Linked DNA regions of Ovis aries: region 1 is linked to region 2. The links are chromatin contacts, called in public Hi-C maps. All regions are on one chromosome and are shown on one strand. Each heading gives the region's core, a stretch centred on a gene start, on an enhancer-like site or on the middle of the called end of the contact. The rest is flanking DNA. Distances are from core to core; before and after follow the strand shown.

Region 1 (2,724 bases), core at 138-2,637, 220 kb before region 2:
AAGAGTCGGACACGACTGAGAAACTGACACACACATTAGGGAGCCCAGTTGCCTTAGGCACAAGCCCAGATGAAGGTGATCTTGTGAGTTTCACCTGCTTACTGTTTTGCTGTAATTCTCAGTTTCACTCAGTGGTTTTACTTTCAACTTTATGAGCATCAGTATCATCTGGAGGGTTTGTGAAACCACAGATGTCCCCCCTACCCGCCCCCCACCTAGGGTGTCTGATTCTTGGGTCAAGGGTGGGGCCCACGACTGGGGACCACACATACAGGCTCAGGGGCACTGAACAGAGAGGAGTTCTGTTTACTGGTTTTGTCAAACTCCAGAACTAAATGTTCTGGAGGCTGTCTGAGTCAGCTGGGTGCCCTTCACTCAGCTGGGGCCAGAAAACATTCTTGGTCTGTATGAGGAATTCTCCCAGATGAGTGTCCTCTTCTAGTCCACAGTCTTGGGCAGCAACAAATGGTTGTGGATTATGCTCATTTCTGTTCCGAGTAAAACATGAGAGGAATCAATTCTAGCCATACAGCAGCCTGAAGTACTGATTTAAAAACAGAATCCAAGACATGTATGGTTCTCCTTTGATAAAAGAAGAAAAAAAAGTTGCTGCTGTGCCCGCCACCCCAGAACCACACCGTCTCCCACAGGCTGTCTGTTCCCCTGGCCAGAGAGAGGCTGGACCCTCCACCCAGCTCTCCTTGCTGTTGGGTCTCCGCTTTGCCCCAGGCCCTTGGCAGAGTATTACTGTGAACAACAAGGTTTTGCTTTACAATCTGAAAGAGCCGATGCCTCTCAAAACCATTTCTTTTCCCCTGGGATGATACAGTTAGCCCCCCCAAATGTTGGATCGATCAGAGGGGAGGGCTGTGTGGGCAGAGCTTGCCCGTGGTGACAGGGGGAGGTGGTGCACTTTGACCCCACGCAGAGACGGGGAGATTGTGCTTATGCCTCCCATTCAGCAAAGAAGGCTCAGGAAGGCAGTCTGGTGACACTGCTACCTGTTTCAAAGGACACAGAGACCTGCAAGATGGGCTGCAAGTTAGGAACCACACCCCTGGTGGGTCTCCTCCCCACCCCCGGAGCCCCCGGGGAATGAGGCCACTAGAGGTCGATCCTGAAATGACTGTGTATCTTAACCACCAAACAAGAGCCTGTGGCTGGATTCAAAGGTTCCGTGAACCTCTGCTTTAGCCACTTGGCATTTCCCACTCGCAATCTGGGAAGCGGATTCAAAGGCTGCAAATTGTTAGAAAGATGGGGGGGGGGGCGGATCTCTGGAAGCCTGTCGCTGTCTTCTTCCCCGCAGTCTCAGCCGCGGGCGACTCTGGCTGGGGTGGTGGAGAGGCGGAGCTGAGAGAGCGCCTCTGCAGCGAGACTCAGAAGCGGGAAGAAAGGCTGGGGTTGGGGTGGGGGGGGGGGGGCGGCGCGGTGTGAAGCTCTGCGCCCTGACAGGGAGGAACCTGGGCTTGGCGGCCCGGTCCCCGAGCTGCCCCTGGGCCAGCGGGCGCCTCAGGGCCCCCTCAGGCCCCTCCTGCAGCTCCCCACCTCGCGAGCTCCGCTCAGCCCATGCCGCTGAGCGTGGACTGGGACCCTCACTTCCCTCCGATCGCCTCCCATGTGCCGCCTTTTCAACTGCGAAAGGTGCTTTGTCCTGAATTTGTTAATCTGGTAACAGACATGGCAAACCGATAAATCTCCTCTGGAGTTTACTCAATAGCATTTCATGTGGTCATAAATTGTATTTGCCATCTCCCTTAATCTTTTCAAAGGCATGTCTGAAAGAATTATTCAAATGAATGAGAATTACATCTTTAGAGTAGAGGGGGAGAGGAGAGCTTTGAAGGCCGAGGTGGCGGCGACAAGGCCAGTTTCCTGGACCCCACTGTCCGGTGCTCGCGGCCCGAGGGCGGAGGCCGCCCGGCGCTCCCAGCCCGGCCGCCCAGACCCGAGGCCGCGGGATGGGAGGGCCGGAAGCCCATCGCAACGTTTTATTTACCTTCTTTCAGCACCGTATTTGGTCCCTCATCTGGCTCTCCTGGGAATTTGTTCGACAACGAATTTAACTTTTCTATTTCTAATCTCATGCTGAATTTGTGCAAATGGAAAATGCAAATGGCAGAAAGCATGGAAAATGCAAATGGCAGCTGCCTCACGCAGAAGCTGCTGTGTGCTCTGAAGGCCTTGCAGGAATCTGAAAGCTAAATGGGGCTTTGAAAAAGACGCCTGAGGGGGACTCTGCGTGTGACCGGAAACATTAGAAATGAGTGAACTGCCTTTTCCTCTCGAGGCCTACAAAGACCGCCACGGAGTGGAGATGGGAGTCCAGACTGTAAAACCACCTCCAGCCACCACAGAACCATTTTGCTCTTCGGAAGGGCTGCGGCCTGGGCCCTGGGCCTAGCAGCTGGGCCAGGGCCCGTCCTCACAGGCCTCCGACCAGCAACTCTCTGGGGAAACTTTCCACCCACACAAGAGACGGGCTCCTCAGGACTCCACAGGAACCAGCCTGGACGGTGCGCCTCTAGTGAAGTTCTGGTGAAGTTTTCCAGGTCTTGCCCTGCCCCCGTAGAAGTTAGCGTGTCTAAGAATGTACAGTGGCTACACAATGCCACAGGTGTAGCATTCCTCAGAACTAGACTTTAATAAAATAACACACCTAGGATGAGCATGGGTTCATTCCTATTACTGTCTTGCAGCAGAATAATAAGAAAAAAGGGAGTT
Region 2 (2,700 bases), core at 200-2,699:
AAACAGATGTAGAAGTTAGGGTAAAGGGAAGTGGATAGAGAAGAGTAAAATGAGGTGAGGTCACACTTAAAATGCACCCTACTTGTATAGCACACACAAGCAGCACACACAATTCAGGCTACTTGGGATACATACTCCATAGATCTGGGACACACACATTTATTCCCATATTTCTTTAGCAGCTCATGAAACAAGAGGAAATAACCTCTGATGAGAACCTCTTGAAGATAAAGGGAAGTCAGTTAGCCAGAGTCCAGTTATTTTTGACAAAATTGGAGAGAATGAAACTCTCTCTGTATTTCTCTCTGTCTCTTTTTGGTCTCTGTCTCTGCTTCTCTTTGTCTCTTTCTCATTTTGGGATTAAAGCTGAATCTGTACAGTTGGATTCTCTAAAGTTAGATGTGCTTATGGTACAATGCAATTGTTCTCTGAATTTGGCTTTTGAAAGAACAGAATTTTTAAATCTACTTACCGCTGTTATTTTCAGAAAGGAGGGAATAGGGTAGCTGATCATCAGACCATATCAGATGATACAGCGTAATTTTATTTTTAGCTTTGAAATGCAACCAGGGAACTTTAAAACAAAATCCAATGCGCTACAACCAGTCACGACCAGCTGGCACTGCAAAACACTGAAAGTCACCAACAAAGGGAATTATCAGTGAAAGCCAGGAGCTAGGGGAAGTCCTCACTGGCAGCTGATTGGGTTTGCCCCAACCATAGAGGAGTTGTGTGTTGCTTATAAATCAAAGATAGCAACATCCGGTGAACCCAGAGATTCCCATCATCAATTTTTGTGGATAAAAGTGGTTCTTGATTTTGAACACTCACATTTCAGGGTGCTTCAGAGATGTGGAATGTTGTTCTGGCTCTGTTACTAACTAGCTCTGTGACCCTGACGTAATTAACTCTCTGCTTGTCCCTCTGTTTCCTCTCAATACAACGCGGATTGGACTAAGATAGCTTTAAAGTCCACTGCAGGACCTCACATTCAGGCAGGGCAGTAATATCCTCTCTGTATATGTAAGTGTGTAGTACTTTTTAACCTCTTTTTAGCCAAACTGAATTCTCATGGTCCTTATTCTAATGATGGGAGAGAGAGAAAAACATACAAATGAAACAATAACAAACCACTGTGTTTTGCCACTTCAAGGCACCTTATTTTCTTCTAGTTTAGAATTTAGTCTTTTGGTGTAGTTACCCAGTATTTAAATTTAGTTGATTAAAAATTCAAGATCTCTGTTAGGGTTGCCTTTTCCTCTCTAGCTTTCTACCTTGTTTGCCTGTCCTTTCCTTGCTCTTTCCTCCTCCTGATTCCCTCCGCTTCCTCCTTTTCTTTCTCCTCCCCCTTCCTCCCTTTCTTTCTCCTCCCCTTCCTCCCTCTCCCCCTGCTCATCCTTCTCTGCGTGTACTGCTTCTCTTCCTCATGATGGCTCCTGGGTGCAGGGGCTGCCTGTATGGTAGTGCGGCGTAGAGGTGGGGTTTCTGGCCCGGAGTTGTCTCCACCTGAGTATCTCACGCTGCCAGTCCCTGCTCGTCCTTTTGACAAGTACCGGCATCACCGCTTGGTTGCAACCCTTGGTTGCAGTCATGCCATCTGATCTTCAAGCCTGTGGACTTTGCGGCCTGCTTACTCTGTTCCCCACCCTTGCTGGAGCGTGCTGGAGCTGTTGGAAGGGAGCCAAGTCCGAGGGTCAGGAATTCTAAAGCTCTCTACCCAAATATGCTATGTTCCGTTTCTGTTTTGAATCTAAACTGTGATGGTTTAGGGGACACAGAAGGACTCCCCCTCTCACACTGTCTCTGTTTTTGGTGTAAAGCAGACTCTTCTTTCCTTAGATTCTTAAACCCACTTAAGGATTTCCGTTTTTCACCAAGCCAGTCTCAATCCTGGAAGGAAGTATACTCACCTGTGTCTTACTATCTCTCTTTTCTGCCTCCAGGCTGGGAAAAATGCTTTTTTTTGTTTGTTATAATGTCATATTCTGATCATATAAGTATTTCTATGTTTCATACTAAGCATTCTATATTCAAGTTCTTTACGATTTGCTGCTTTAAAGTCTGCAAAAGTATTCCCCCTTCCCCCCGGCTTAACAAAGTTTGGCTCTCGAAAATTAGAAATAAATATCTGGCATTCTTATCTTCAAAATGTGCATGAGAAGCTTATTTAAGAAGTTACAGGCTGAAATCTGGCTTCCTTGATTCTTCTCGGCAAGAGATTCCAAGATTTCTATGGACGGAGGACAAAATGGATAGCAAGAATTAATAAGCATAAAAATGACACAAGCTAATATTTCAATATATTATTTAAAAATAACACTGGGTTCTACTTCCGGAATATGGAGTAGACATGCTTTTCCCTATTTCTAAGAACAATACCTATTTGCTAAGAACAACACCCCCTGCACATTATATATATCAAGCAAACATGAAAATGCTCTGAAAAGTAGAGAGAAGGCAGATTGCCTAGGGATCTTGGGACTCGGGCAAAGCACTGCAATCATTTGACTGGATTTTTTTTTTTTCCCTCATATATCCCATACATGCAGCCAAATAATGGGCAATCTGAAAATAGCAACAAACACAGACAAATTTAAATAAAAGGAAGGCTAAAACAAAAAGCTTGCTTTTTTTAACCAAAGGAAATACAGATCAGATGGACAAATAAAACTATCTCTTTGCAAATGACCTGGTTATCCA

What was found. A called contact is a pair of places that touch in the nucleus more often than the background predicts.
Region 1: a Hi-C map of tail adipose tissue shows a contact between it and region 2, with 7 times the contacts expected there. The contact joins two enhancer-like sites. A contact is called at or near these places in 8 of 16 Hi-C or Micro-C datasets (hypothalamus, liver, mixed tissues and 4 more).

What each region holds. Positions count from the first base shown.
Region 1 is chr15:19,925,919-19,928,642 of ARS-UI_Ramb_v3.0, reverse strand. No RefSeq gene overlaps it. Among named protein-coding and RNA genes, the nearest start is that of ZC3H12C, 84 kb to the right of the region's middle. Within about 2 kb of position 1,387, at least 14 of the 54 cell types and tissues checked have an H3K27ac peak or open chromatin away from gene starts, as enhancers often do.
Region 2 is chr15:19,706,695-19,709,394 of ARS-UI_Ramb_v3.0, reverse strand. No RefSeq gene overlaps it. Among named protein-coding and RNA genes, the nearest start is that of ZC3H12C, 130 kb to the left of the region's middle. Within about 2 kb of position 1,449, at least 7 of the 54 cell types and tissues checked have an H3K27ac peak or open chromatin away from gene starts, as enhancers often do.